Linked DNA regions of Mus musculus: all the other regions are linked to region 5. A link is a contact called in public HiChIP or PLAC-seq and promoter capture Hi-C data. All regions are on one chromosome and are shown on one strand. The core of a region is the stretch at or near the end of the contact, and the rest is flanking DNA. Distances in the headings are between cores, read along the strand shown.

Region 1 (2,700 bases), core at 66-2,565, 300 kb after region 5:
CTCAGGCTGGCCTGAGACTCACTATGTTGACATCTAGTTCAGGACAATTCCCCTGCAGTAGCCTCCCAAGTGCTAGGATTACAGGTGTGAACCACCACGCCCAGACTCTGAATTCTGACTGATCTATCAGGACTACCATAGTTCATCTTCTCTCTTGATTAACATATACAGCGTATCAAGAAATCCTTTAGGTTCTATCTTTAAAATATATCAGGATCCAGGCATGGTGGCGCACGCCTGTAATCCAGTGCTCAGGAGGTGAAAGCAGGCAGATCTCTGTAAGTTTGAGGACAGCCAAATCTACACAGTGACTTCCAGACACAGCTAGGACTATGTTGAAAGACTCTGTCTCAGGAAAAAAAAAAAAAAAAAAGAACAAAAATCACCTGGAAAGCAGAGGTAGATGAATCTCTATGTTCGAACCACCTGATATAAGGTTATATTTGGTCTCCAAATAAATAAAATAAAAATATGTCCAGCCGGGTGGTGGTGGCGCACGCCTTTAATCCCAGCACTTGGGGAGGCAGAGGTGGGTGAATTCCTGAGTTCAGCCTGATCTACAAAAGTGAGTTCCAGGACAGCCTGGGCTATACAGAGAAACCCTGTCTCGGAAAAAAAAAAAAAAAATGTCCATAATCCAGCTGGGTCTGGTGGTTCATGCCAGATATATCAACACTTGGGAAGCTGAAGCAGAGGACTGTGTCGAATTCAAAGCCAGCCTTAGCTATATAGTGAATTCCCGGGCAGCCTGGGTTTCAGAGTGAGGCCTTGCCTCAAACAACACTAAACTTCATGCTCTCTAGAGTCTATCCCCACTTCTGCCACCTCTGCTACTATCACACCTAGCCCAAGCCCGCGTCTGCTCCCAGCCTTCCAGGCCATTCTCTGGGTTGCTTTTTCCTTCCTACTTCCACGACTACACAAGCTACACACCTCTGGCATTCCCTTCCAGAAAGAGAGCGCTCAGAGGACAGGGGCCACACGGACTGAACTCTCTGACCACTGTCCCCATTGCTCCGCGAGGTAGGAAGTTCTGAAGACTTCGCCCCACCAACCCAGCAGCTGGGCTAGCCTGTGCTCCAAGAGCCCTGCTCGCACCACGACCTCCCTCCTTCCGTGGCCCGTGCTCACTTGTCCTCGTTGTCTGACATGATGCCTTCTCCGCCCGGGGCGCAGAGCAGAGAACGCGCGCCTTTGCCCCTCGCCGCACCACGCGTAGTTTGCGCTTGCGCCGTGACCCAGGCGCAGTTACTTCCGGGAAGCAGCGGCCGACCAGACGCTAATGCGCGTGCGTGGAGGCGTGTCGCTAGTTACCATGGTAACAAGGAGCGATTAGTGAGGACGCTGACACTCTAGCTCCTTGGAGTTTCTCCGTGCGGAGGGCTCTGTCACGCCCAGGTCATCGCCTAAGGTGAGCGCTCCTCCCCGGACCGTCACGATAGGGACTGTGGTCACTGCGCTGTCCGGAGCCGAGGGGTCGGGCACCAGCTTCTCAGACTCCCAGGTTGCTCGTGATGAGAGGTCCGGATTGCGAAGCGTAACTAGGGCGAGTCATTGCTTCTCTCCCTCCTAGGGCCCTCCCATGGCTTCCCAGGAAAGGGTGGACTCGGTGACCAAAGGAACCGGGTTCCGCCGCTGCCGTAAGCAAGCAGGTTACACGCCGGGGACTTGTGAGCTGCTCAGAGGTCAGTGCATTAGGGGATCAACGACCCGAGCGGTGCGGTTTTTCCTTAAGAGCTTGGGATTCTGAAAGGTTCGGGGAAGAATCAAAGACCAGAGATGGAGAATTTTGGAATGGTTAGTTCATCTTTTACATGCACTTTCAATGAAGCCTATCTCCTCACTGCAGTGGGACCTTCACAGTACCAAATTCAATTCCCTTCACCAGGCTTAGACATTATACAGTCTTAGAGGTGTTTAGTGTCACCTTCTAAATGGTGAACACCACCAGGCAAAGAAACGTGCCTGTTTCTGCTCACAACTGTAGCTCCAGCCTCTGCTACATGAATGAGCATGTATGCACTTAATTATTCAACGACAAAAACCTAATGTGTGATTTGGATATTGTCCTAGGTACTAGGAATAGAGTGTTGAGAGGATTGCAAAGGACAACTCTTGCTCTCAGAAAACTGATAACACAGGAGGGTAACAAGAAAAATGAACAGGAGAAAATTATAGAGCTGAAGGTGTTGCTCAGTGACAGAGTATATTCTAGGCAGATGTGGAGTCTGGGTTTCAGCCCCAGCACACCATACACAAAAAAGTCTGTGTGTGTTACAGTTGGAGAGCTGGCTCAGTGGTTAGGAACATGTACTGCCCTTTGAAAGCTCATTCCCCAGCACCCATGTTAGCCAGTCACCAAAAAAGTGTGTGTGTCTTAGGCATATGTAATGGGAGGATTGCCTGAGCCCAAGAAAAGCTAGCCTAGATAATATAGTAAGAACCTATCCTTGAAATAAAATAAGGACTGGAAAGATGGCTCAGAGATTAAGAGCACTGGCTATTCTCAAGGACCCAAGTTCAATCCCCCACAACCATATCAGGTGGGTCAAAGCAATGTGTAACTCTAGCTTCCTATGAGTCAGTGCCTTTCCCTGCCCTCCACAGGCAGCCATACACGCATAGCTACACACTCACGCACGCGCGCGCGCACACACACACACACACACACACACACACACGACCTTTTATTTTTTAAGA
Region 2 (2,700 bases), core at 41-2,540, 260 kb after region 5:
CATAATTAAAATGAGAGAGACAGAGAGACCAGCATTCATTGTCTACCTGACTGTGGATGAAATATAGCCCACTGAGTCACGCTTCCTGTGGCCACGGATCCCCTCCATTATGGGTGGCACCCCCCAAAAAAAATATCAGCCGGAACAAGCCCTTTCTCCTTACATTGCTTTTATCGAGTATTTTGTTAGAATTCCTAGGCAGGTAACTAATACACAGCCCGATGCAGAAAGACCACTATACTCTGCTTATCTCCTGGTGCTGCAGGAAGTACTACCTTCTCCAGACTCTGGCTCCCGACTTGCACACTTAGAGGGTGAAGCCAGGCTTCCCCATGCATCAGTCCCCATGGTGATTAAGGCCGACTCAGGAGGAAACCAAGGTCTGAAGCACTCCAGAGCTGCCATTGTGCCACACAGGGTCTGTTCCCTGGCTCTCTACCACACTACAGGCCATCAGAGAGGCAGGAACAGGGTGGTTTATCAGACACAGAAGGGCACTGAGCTCAGGACGCCCAGAACCTCACTCCAGCAAAACTGCAGCTGAGGGACTGATGGGACTCTTGGGGCTGGGGCTGCTGGGTGCAGTTGCAAGCAGCCAAATGATGTGCAGAGCAAGGCTTCTAGCTAGAGGGCACCAGGTACAGCCCAGACTTCCAAGAACTGTAATGGGCCTAAGCTAGCGCTCAGGGATAAAGAATTTACCTCAAAGGCAAAAGGCCTTGGGTTTGACCCCTAGCACCAAATAAGCAGCTAAATATATCATTTCAATCTGAATAACATGGGCTTGCTGGCACACATCAGCCCAGTCAGGCTCAGTGGCACATGCCTTTAATCCCAGCACTACGGAAGCAGAGACAGCTGGACCTGGGGAACTATGAGTTCGAGACCAACCTGGTCTATATATAGAGAGAGAGACCCTGTCATCCTGTCCTTCCCCACCTCCCTGTCCCCACTCCCACCCCAAAAAAAGAAAAAGAAAGAGAAAGATAAAAACAAAACAAACAAACACACATAGTGGCTCTATCCAAGGGTTACATGTCTGTTAAGTTTCATTTCTTTTCTTTTCTTTTTTTGGTTTTCAAGACAGGGTTTCTCTGTGTAAGCCTGGCAGTCCTGGAACTCACTCTCTCACTCTGTAGTCCAGGCTGCCTACCTCTCTGCCTCTGCCTCCCAAGTGCTGGGATTAAAGGCATGCGCCACCCCTGCCCAGCTGTCTGTTACGGTTCATTTCCCCGAAAATGAAGCCGCCAGCTGAGGGTGATACAGCCAGGCTGAGTCACAAAACCAGAGATGAGGTGTCTGACTCAGACGGCCAGGTGTCTTGCACCAAGTGTATGCACAGTCTATGCGTACTGTGTTTGGTGAGACTCCACATGGGGGTGGGGGGTGGGGTGTTTCAAAACACTAATCTGGAGACAGACAACCTGGGTCAACACCAAGCTCAGCTCTAACCCAGGACAAGCTAGTGCCCTTCCAGGCCTCCGTATATGTGCCCACAAAACCTGAAGTGTGGCCTGGAGCGCCTCCAAGGCCTGCCCTGGGCTGTGACATTTCAGATGACTCTGGGGGCCGCTGGTCCTCTGCCACAAGCCAGGCTGTGGGTGACATTGGAAGGCTTGTCTCAGCAGCAGATGAGCTTTGTCCCCTGTGTGAGCTGAGCTCCCTGATGCTCCCCTCGAATGCAGGCAACTAAAGGATCCTGAAGTCACCTAGTGGGATATGCCTGAGCTGACCATGGAGCTAGGTCAGAGGAATTCCTGGGACCAAGACCAAGGGCACAGCCCAGGAGCACAGGCCAGCCTTGCACAGCAGCCTGGGGGTTCAGGTGAACCTAGGACCCCCTAAGCAAAAATAGGGACAGGTGGAGGATCCCAGAAAGTGGGAGCAGCAGCCAATCCTATGGAGAGTCCAGCCATCTAGGAATGATAAAAAAACAAACCCCAAACCCTTGGTGAGGGATGGCCAGACCAGGTCTCCCTGCTGTGTGGGGACATAGATGCATCCTTGGAGACAAGATCTGTCTTAAGGCGTGATAGCCACATGCCATGGGTACTGTGACCAGCAGGCCCTCATGCGCTTCTCTTGATATCTGTGCCTCAAGCCTCCATTTCTCTCTCTCTCTCTCTCTCTCTCTCTCTCTCTTTCTCTCTCTCTCTCTCCCTCACATTCCTCTGGGAGCTGATCGGGGCTTGAATGACACCCCAGTCGACTCCTTGCTATTAATTCCCACACAGAGAATAGGGCCCTTGTTCCCTGCCGGAGGAATGGTCAGAGCCATCCCAAGAGTTCCTGACTTAACCCTTCTCCTGACTGCGACTCTGCTGTCTCTCAAAGACCAAAGACCAGCAGGGACCAGAGTAGACCGGGGAACAGGGAGGACAGGAGGGACTGCCAGCCCAGCCCATGGCTCCTGCAATCAAGTCCCAGGGTGAGAAAGGAGACCCAGCCCAGCATCTGAGAGCTGGACCCCCTGCTCTATACCCAAAATTCCCACAGTGAAGTCCAGAGAGGGAAGAACACGGCCCCCTCCCCTTTGCAAGTGAACCACCCAGCACGGTTCCCAGGGACAAGGCTTCTCCTTCGTCCTACCCCACTCTCTGGCCCTTCACCTCTCTGTGACTCTCCCAGATCTGTAGGCCTGGCTGTAGGACCCCTGAGCAAGTTGGCCTGCGCTCACTCAGGTACTGCCCTACCGACCTT
Region 3 (2,700 bases), core at 131-2,630, 330 kb after region 5:
GTTGTCAGCTGCACTAGAGACCTCCCCTGCCTGGCTCCTAATTTCTGCTCCATCTTTGTTCCCCACTGTAACCAGCAGAGCCGCGGGACCATACACCTAGACAGATTCCTATCGAGGTGGTTTGGGGAAGTAGTGTACCCGCAGTCACCTGACAGCCATTTAGCTAGGAACCCTGTGCCAGAAACGGGGTTAGTGCCCTACAGAGTATCTGCCCAAAGTGCCTTACAAAAGCTTTCTCCTCCATCCCTCTAGGTTCTTTGCGCCTTAAATGTAAATGGCAAACTAGCTGAAGAGAGAATTAAAACTAATGACCTACATTCCCACGGAAGTCCCACAAAATATGGGACTTGCTGTGCCGGATGATAGCCGCTTATCTATAGAAAGGAATGGGGTTTGTCTTCTAGGGGAGGGAAGGATGGGGAAGTGAGTAAAGCCGAAGCCCGGCAGCTTCTCCCAGGTAGGAAGTGATCTGGGGCCGCATTCTTTCTGAAGACCCTTTCCGGTAGGTGCCCTTACAAAGATGTAAATTTCTATTAGAAAGAAGTCAGCCTCCCAGAGCACCCGGGGACCAGCTCGAACTTAAAGGAAGCCTAACTGGGGGAGTGGCATATTCTCATCTCCTACAGTCAAGTTTGGGGTTACTATGCTCTGACGCCAATGGAGGAAGCGAGGCTCAGTATTTCTGCTGGAGCCTAGAGTAACGACGTCCCGAAGGACGGGTCAGAGTTCCCTCTTAGAGGTCAGAGCCTGACACCAGTGGCCCGAGGTGGGGGAGGGGGTGCACGGTCTTGGGGTCTCGGGTGGCCCTGCTCCGCGTTCAGAAGCGGCGGGTGTGAGGTCCCGGACCTCTCAGGGCGGCGCGTGCCACCGCGTCATTGAGGGGAGCGGCGGTCCCCAGCCCCGCGTGCTCGCTCGCGCACCCCGGGCACTCACAGCAGGTCGGGCCGGTGCCGGTGCAGGATGGCGCAGAAAGCCAGGCCGTCCCGGAAGGAGCTGCTCAGGTCGCGGATGTCCACGCCGCGGTAGCCCTCGCACTGGCGGCGACACCAGGCCAGGAGAGCGCCCCGCGGCCCCGCCATGGCAGGCCCGGCTCGGAGACGGCCCGGACTGGGGCTCGGACTTGGGCTCCGGTTCGTGTGGCTCCGACTCGGGGTCAGGTGGCACTGGGCTGCCGCTTGCGCTCCGGCAGGGCCAGTTTCCGGCTGTGTCTGCGGCGCGGCTCGGAGGTCGGGGCGCCACCGGCGGCCGGGGCGGGGCCTCGGTGTCTTCGCTCCGCTCTGGCGCGGCTAGGGCTGCGGACTCGGCTCCCGACCCCGCCCGGCCAGCCTGCCCCGACCTGCCCGCGAAGCCTCCGCCCCGCGTGGCCCGGCCCGGGCGGCCGCCGCTTACTCACCGCGGCCCGCTGTCCTCATTGTGGGCCGGCCGCGGGCGCCCACCGCCTCCGTCCCCGCCCCTGCCCGCCCGCGTCGCGGGGGAGCGCGAGGAGGATGGGGCCCCACCCTGCGGCCCCGCCCCCGCCGTCGAGCCCCTTCCCCGGAAGGGCGGACGCCCCACATAGCCCCTCTCCTCCAGATCGAGTCAACCCTTCCCTTGGGGAGCCCCTCCTGGAAGAAGGGACAACTCCTCGCTGGCTAGCCCCTCCCCAACGCCACCCCGCAGTCTCCCCAGGCCCTCCTACCCCAAGAGGTGGGACACTCTGGCTTTGCTGCTAGCCTGCCTCAAGCTCACCCTTAGGAACCTTCAGATTCTCCTCACTGACTTCTCTGAACCACACCCACGACTGGTCTGAAAGTCGAGGCACTTTCCCCACAGATCCCAGACCTCCAGATGGCCACCAGCTTTCTTCCATACCCCACCGCGCTACAACACTTCGAACGCCCGCCCCTCCCCCCACGGCCTGCCTAGGGGATCCAAACACCTTTACTACCACCAGGCCAGAGAGCTATGTAGTATGACAGGCTGGGGACCCCACAACCAAGTTGGTCCTTTCTGGTTCCCTCTCTCCGTGTAAACTAGGGGATCATAGATCCTTCCGGGGCTCTGTCTCTTCAACTTTTAGAATGGCTGGGCTCTTGCTGAAAGGACCTAGAAACCGACACAGAGGAAAACCTCTGCTTCCAACGCCTGGTTTGATAGTTTCTTCAAGACCCCACCAGGAGACCCCTCCCCCAGAGGCGCCTCCTAAATAAACCCAGGCTGATGAATCAGCCCCGCAGAGATGGTGACATCACTCTGACCTATGTGTAGCTTGTAGGAATGAGTCTGCTGCTCCCTTCTGAGGGAATGAACAGGGTTTTAGTCATCTGAAACAGGATTTTGGAGTTCTGTTAACCCAGGCTCAAATCCTGGTTCCCTCCCTCCCCAGCAACGTGATCTTGTGTCACCTTGAATTATAGTTTCATATCTTGAAAATGAAGATAGAGCCTTGTAGTTTATGCCCGAGAGGTGCTTGCCAGCCTGGGCTACAAGAGACTTGTTTCAAAACTTAAAAACTGGGCAGAAGCTGGGCATTGGTGGTGCATGCCTGTAAGCCCAGCACTCGGAGGCAGAGGCAGGTGGATTTCTGAGTTCGAGGCCAACCTGGTCTACAGAGTGAGTTCCAGGACAGCCAGGGCTACACAGAGAAACCCTGTCTTGAAACCGCCCCCCCCCCAAAAAAAAAAACTGGGCAGAATGGCTCAAGTGTTCATACATGGCTTG
Region 4 (2,700 bases), core at 164-2,663, 370 kb after region 5:
TCTCAGCTGGGTAGGTGGGTGCACACTGCTAATCCCAACCCTCAGACAGCTGAATCTGTGAGGCTAGCATGCTCTATATAGTGAGTTCCGGGATAGCCAGAGCTACATAACGAGACCCCCATCTTTAAAAAACAGGAAAGGAAACTCACTTTCTAACCAAATGATGCATAGTACGCTATTTTCTTTCACCTTTAAAGACACATTAACATGCTTACTTTGTAAAACTACTCTACTGTAAGGGCCAATAAAATACATGCTGTGAGCATCGCAAGCCACTTGGTACTTACTTAATCTCAAAGTGACTAGAACATTTCGGTAAACTTCAAAAGCCTCCCCAAAGTATTTCACTTAGACTTGGTTTGAATCAAGGAAGATTTTCACACCAAGATTTCCTTCTTTGGGGCTGGAGTGTGTGGTTTAATCTCATCTCCGGCACCCAAACAACAAAGCCACAAAGCTTTTTGACCTTGGCCAGACAGCTCAGGGAGGAGGGCTGTGGGTGTGGTTCAGAGACCGTCCACAAGCATGGGGCTCTGGGTTCCACCCCAGTATAACAAATAAAATCTGCCCCAAGTAAGAAAAACCTAGCCGGGTCAGTGATGGTCCTCTTCTGACGTGGGCAGGTAGACCACAAAAAAGGCCTGGTTTAATTAGACTCTTCACAACCCTACCAATCAGACCTAATGGCCGACTCCACCACTCCATTAGGACGCAGTTTTTAACAGGTCCCTGTTGGGAGTCAACGCTGAGATGGTCAAAGAAAAAAGTGCCAATCCTTGGAAGGCAAGAGACAGCCGGGCAAACTGAGAGCCTCACCTGTGTGCATATCATAGTCGCCCGGGTAGGCGTAGGGATCATAAGCAGCCTGCAAGGAAAGAGACAAAGTTAGGGAGACACGCCAAATGGGGACTCCAAAAATGCTCGTCCTCGGGCCTCCATGTCAAGCAGGAGGCAAAACATACTACTCAGATAAGACTGACAGTCGCTACCTCGGAGGGCTTCACATGTGTGAGAGAAAAGGGACCCCGGGCAAGCACAAAACACGCTTACAGGTGCAACAAGACAAGAAAAACACAGTAATAGCCCCGTCTGAAGCAGACGCCATGAGAGCCAAGAACTCAGCATTAAACACCCTTCAGCCCGCCTCCGACTGACTGCGACTACACGCGGGGACATACGGCCGGCAGAGGAGGGACCCGGGGAGGAGACCCGGGGCCGGGAGGGCCGGAATGATCGAGGTCCGCTTGTTCCGGCCCGATCTGGACGCCGCCTCACCTCGGGGACAGATCCCACCGAACCGGGTGCCCACCGCGGACCCCGCCACGCGCTCACCGCTTCATTACCTCAGACTCGTAGTCATCAGCGGGGTAAGACATGGCTACGGCGCTCCAGAAGCCCGTGGGAGAGAGCGGAAGAAGAACTCCGCGCCTGCTTGGCCGGACCGGAAGTCCCGCCCAGCCCAACCTGCCCGAAAGCCTTTCCGGGGTCGCCGGGGAAGCGAAGTAGCTCTGATTGGAAGGACGGAGTTCCTAAACTATCAGAGTTCCTTCCTCCCTGCAAAACGGGCTTTTCAAAGGACATTATTGTGGAGTATGGTGTGCACGCAGAAGTAGGGGCGGGCAAGCGATAAAGGGGAAGAATGCCTAGACCCTGTTGACTCACATCTGCCATCTCAAGGATGGCGGAGGCAGGAGACTGCAACAAATTCGAGGATAACCAAAGTTAGTTATTTCCAGGCCAATCTGATTATAAAGCGGGGTCTCCAAAACAACAACAACAAAAATAAAGAGAAATCAGAAGAAAACGGTACAGAGACGATGACAAGTGACCTGCTAAGATGTAGCGTTCCTGACCTTAGATTTAGGTGTAAACGGTTTTGCCTGCAGCGAGAAATTTCTCCCCCACACCACCACCACCAAAAAAAAAAAAAAAAAAAAAAAAAAAATCAACCTGAGAACACTCAGGATGACCAAACTGGTGAAGGCCCTTGACACCAAGCCTAACGACCTGAGTTCGATGTGGGAGACCCACATGGTGGAAGGCGAGAACCAATCCCTGAACAGCTGATTTGCCTTACCTTTTGGGCACCTGCATCCTTGTCTCCGGGTCACAACAATCTCTGCTTATTACAGCCAGGTACACAACTCTGGGCTTCGGCACTCATGCTTACCTCTGACCAGACTTTAGTACAAATGACCCCGGTATCACTGCCTGGCTCTCTGTTGAAGACAGGAGTTTGCTGGACGAGTGTTGCTAATCAACGCCCTCTACTCAAAGCGTCCTATTTAGAACTGCCATTCTCCCCCCTGGCTCCTTAAGCCCTAGACTCCTTAAAGTCGTTCCTTTTGTTTGCCTGTCTGGTTGCTTTGGTTTATTTAAGCAAGAAAGAATTAGGGTTTAATAAAGACCTTACTTTTAAGATTATTTATTCCTCTGTATGAGTGAATTATGCACACAGGGCATCAATCCTCTGGAGTTACAGCTGATTTTTCAAAAATCAGCCAGCTGTACCCCTGGCTGTCCTGGAACTCAGTCTGTAGACCAGACTGCCCTTGAACTCAAGAGATCCACCTGCCTCTGCCCCCTGCTTACTGGGATTAAAGGCTTGCATAGCTACCTCCCTGCTCATTTGGTTTTAGACAGGATCTTTCTATTATGTAATTCTGGGTGTCCTAGGGTCTATTATGTAGACCAGGATGA
Region 5 (2,700 bases), core at 160-2,659:
TGAATGCCTCTCCTGGCGCTGCAGCAGAACAGGCCTACGTTTGGAAAGCTGGGCCCATGTTGGAAGGTTTGGGTGGTAACATTGCTAGGAGGACATTGATGCTTGCTGTGTTCTGCTCAGTCTTGCCAAGGCCCCACGGCCTGGGCTCTGACCACTGAGGCTGACTGCTGTCCAGACCAGCTGCCTCTGGTGAGGATTTGTGCCCTGCGTGGCCAAGGCTTCAGGAGAGAATGCGGGCCTGTCATACAAAACCTGCCAATTGTGAATCAATTGACAAACGCAAAGCCAAAAAGCACCAAGCGGGCCATGCTCAGTCCACCACCTGGGCAGAGAGAGCCAGTTGCCCGGTTTACCATCACAGAGGCCTCTGGAGGCAGCTCCTCCTCATTCTCCTGGTCTTCTGATCGGCATCCCCAGGTCCACCAGATGAACATGGCCATCTTGCTGGGCTGTGTGGGCCTGGGCAGACCTTTTGCCCTCTCTGGGCCACAGTATCCTGCCCTCCTGCCCTGTGATAGGACCTGGTCTATAGGTCTCCCAGCAATCTCCTCAGCCTCGGGGAGAAGATGCGGTTATTATGAAGTGACTCTTTCTGAGATGTGCTTCCGGGGTGATCAGAGGTACTATGTCCACAGTAACAGTTGTGTGTGTGTGTAGAGAGAGAATGTAGGTGTGTCATAAGTTGGAGCTTTGCATGACCCACTGTAAATATCATTTTAATAGCCTTGTGCTGGGACCTTCCATGGTGGAGCTGGAAGCTGGTGGGAAGCCTTCATTAACTCTCCCATGACCTGGGAAGGCTATGGTCCTTCTTCCTCGTTTGCAGTTAAGGACATTCAGGCATTGTCTGGGGGATGACTTTGTTGAATGAGCACCTCTGGGTCCCTGACTCACGTGTGAGTTCTTGGTGAGGGGCAGGGGGCTCAATGGGTGAAACTACGTTGGAATCTGAGGGACTGTCACAGTGGATCTGAACGGCAGAGGACAGAGCAAAGAAAAGTGTCTGCCTGGAGTTTTCTCTGACCACACATCCTTGGTCCTTGTCCACGCCCCTCAGTCCCTATGCTTTATTCCCAAAGCCCCTGGCCAGTGTTCTCTACAGCCTTCAGGCTACTGAGCCCTAAATCTCTTTTGCAGTGCCAGGAGTCTCAGCTGATTCTCTCGGGGGTCCCCGCAGCTTTGGCTGGAGATAGGGCAAGGCCTGAGTATAGGAAATCTTAGTTTTGTGTGCCCCTCACCCAGGGTGGCAGCGTCAGAACACGCTCTCCGGGGGCTGCGGGCCCTTTAAATCCTCCGGGGCGGCGGCGGCGGGCGGGGGATGACATCAGCGGGCGGGCCCGGGGCTCAATGGGAACCGCGGGGACGCGCGCGCGGGTAGGGAGCGCGCGAGCCGGCGGCGGGGGCGGGCGGCGGGAGGCGGCGGAGCGCGGAGCCTGAGCCCGGCCGGGCCGAGCGCAGCGCAGCGGGCCGGGGAGAGGCTGGCGCGCCCGCGGCCCGGCGAATCCTCTGGCATCCGCCCCGGCGGCCGCCCCGGCGCGGTGAGCATCGGGGGCCGGGGAAGCGGGGTTCCCTCCGCCTCTTTGTGTTTTCTTTTTGCGCGAGCGCGGGGCGGACACGCGCATCCGCGCAGGGCTGGGGGCGCCGCCCGTGAGGACAAAGGCGCGGCCGGGGACGCGGAGGGGACGGGCGCTTCGCAGGCCGCCGGGTGCACCGAGGCGGCCCCGGGTTGGGGCGGGGGACCTGCGGCAGGGGCCTGGCTGGGGTCCCGGGGGCGCTCGGGTTCCGGGCCGGCCTCGGCCCCTCCTCTGTGTCCTGGGCTCCGGGTCACCGAGGCCGTTCTCGCGTAGGGTGGGGGCGCGCGGGGGTCCTAAGTGATGGGGTGCGTGGTCACCCGGGCCACCGGCTTTGTTTTCCTTTGTGGCGAGAAGAAGGGAGGGGGTTATTTATCGCTTGGCTTCTCATTGCGGTGTGCGAGACAGCCTTGTGCTTCAAGCCTGTGAAAGCTGGGTGCCTGGGCGCCTCAGAGGCAGGGCTGCGACTTAGGCCACCCCCTCCCCCTACTTTGTCCAGAGTTTCCCCACATATTTCTTAGCATAGCCTCCCTTTGGAAAGGGGGTCTAGAGAGAGAGAGAAGGGGGTGCAGTTCCAATGAATACTTGCGTTTGGGACGCCTTTCCTAGGTTTAGGGCATTCCTTCAGTTTTTATTCTACTGATTCATTGACCAGGGTCTTGGCCCTGTGGAAGGTGGGTGGTGTGTGTGTCAGGAGGTGTGTGTGTATGGCAGGGTGACACGGGACTGCCCATGTGCCCAGCTGCTTGTAGTTGTAATTTTTCTAACCAGCTGAGAAGTCTTGACTCCTCATGGCCACCCCCCCCTTTTTTTAACTTTGTTTATTCCCCTCCCCCACCCCTCCCGTAAGGGACAGAGTGAAGAATTGGAAAGCTACTCTGATTTCCTGAAGGAGCCCCCACCCCAAAGTCAATTTCTTGGGGTGGCGGTGGAGGGGGGCTTTTAAGTGGAGGAGGGCTGGGACACGCTAGACTCCAGGGCTCTGGTCTCCAGGGTGGGGAGACCCTGGCGTTGGTAGGGTCCTTCAGGGTTGGTGATTGTGCAGAGAGCCGTGAGTGGAGAGGGGCTTGGGGGGTCATGTGCAGTGTATTTATGTAAGACTCCCAGACAGAGGGCACTGGTATTTATA

What was found. HiChIP or PLAC-seq counts read pairs in DNA pulled down with a chosen protein or histone mark. Capture Hi-C pulls out chosen DNA fragments and counts their contacts.
Region 1: a promoter capture Hi-C map of adipose tissue shows a contact between it and region 5. The contact joins the promoter of 1700088E04Rik here to the promoter of Csnk1e in region 5. A contact is called at or near these places in 3 of 39 promoter capture datasets (the C10 cell line, liver and stem cell-derived epiblast-like cells), 2 of 115 datasets of contacts at active chromatin or transcription factors (memory CD8 T cells and pancreatic cancer cells) and 2 of 9 other capture datasets (adipose tissue and pancreatic islet).
Region 2: a contact with region 5 is called in a FOXA1 HiChIP or PLAC-seq map of pancreatic cancer cells. The contact joins the enhancer-like site here to the promoter of Csnk1e in region 5. A contact is called at or near these places in 2 of 39 promoter capture datasets (the 3T3-L1 cell line and cranial neural crest), 1 of 484 Hi-C or Micro-C datasets (nephron progenitors) and 2 of 115 datasets of contacts at active chromatin or transcription factors (bone marrow-derived macrophages and pancreatic cancer cells).
Region 3: a contact with region 5 is called in a promoter capture Hi-C map of adipose tissue. The contact joins the promoter of Micall1 here to the promoter of Csnk1e in region 5. A contact is called at or near these places in 1 of 484 Hi-C or Micro-C datasets (muscle stem cells), 1 of 115 datasets of contacts at active chromatin or transcription factors (pancreatic cancer cells) and 2 of 9 other capture datasets (adipose tissue and liver).
Region 4: an HNF4G HiChIP or PLAC-seq map of pancreatic cancer cells shows a contact between it and region 5. The contact joins the promoter of Eif3l here to the promoter of Csnk1e in region 5. A contact is called at or near these places in 1 of 39 promoter capture datasets (cranial neural crest), 2 of 115 datasets of contacts at active chromatin or transcription factors (embryonic stem cells and pancreatic cancer cells) and 1 of 9 other capture datasets (adipose tissue).

The regions. Positions count from the first base shown.
Region 1 is chr15:79,139,866-79,142,565 of GRCm38.p6, reverse strand. 1700088E04Rik (RIKEN cDNA 1700088E04 gene) reads left to right here and starts at 1,315. Exons shown (of 7, transcript NM_138581.2): 1 at 1,315-1,411; 2 at 1,574-1,685. The coding sequence starts at 1,583. It overlaps Polr2f (polymerase (RNA) II (DNA directed) polypeptide F), which reads right to left and starts at 1,241. Exons shown (of 5, transcript NM_027231.2): 1 at 1,132-1,241. The coding sequence starts at 1,151.
Region 2 is chr15:79,175,666-79,178,365 of GRCm38.p6, reverse strand. All of the region lies in intron 2 of Gm10863 (predicted gene 10863), which reads right to left. Among named protein-coding and RNA genes, the nearest start is that of Gm10863, 11 kb to the right of the region's middle. Within about 2 kb of position 1,290, at least 37 of the 459 cell types and tissues checked have an H3K27ac peak or open chromatin away from gene starts, as enhancers often do. A contact at or near this core is called in pancreatic cancer cells, where this site is marked.
Region 3 is chr15:79,107,663-79,110,362 of GRCm38.p6, reverse strand. It overlaps Micall1 (microtubule associated monooxygenase, calponin and LIM domain containing -like 1), which reads right to left and starts at 1,380. Exons shown (of 16, transcript NM_177461.1): 1 at 934-1,380. The coding sequence starts at 1,079.
Region 4 is chr15:79,073,936-79,076,635 of GRCm38.p6, reverse strand. Eif3l (eukaryotic translation initiation factor 3, subunit L) reads right to left here and starts at 1,413. Exons shown (of 13, transcript NM_145139.2): 1 at 1,344-1,413; 2 at 817-865. The coding sequence starts at 1,376.
Region 5 is chr15:79,440,766-79,443,465 of GRCm38.p6, reverse strand. It overlaps Csnk1e (casein kinase 1, epsilon), which reads left to right and starts at 1,409. Exons shown (of 11, transcript NM_013767.6): 1 at 1,409-1,538.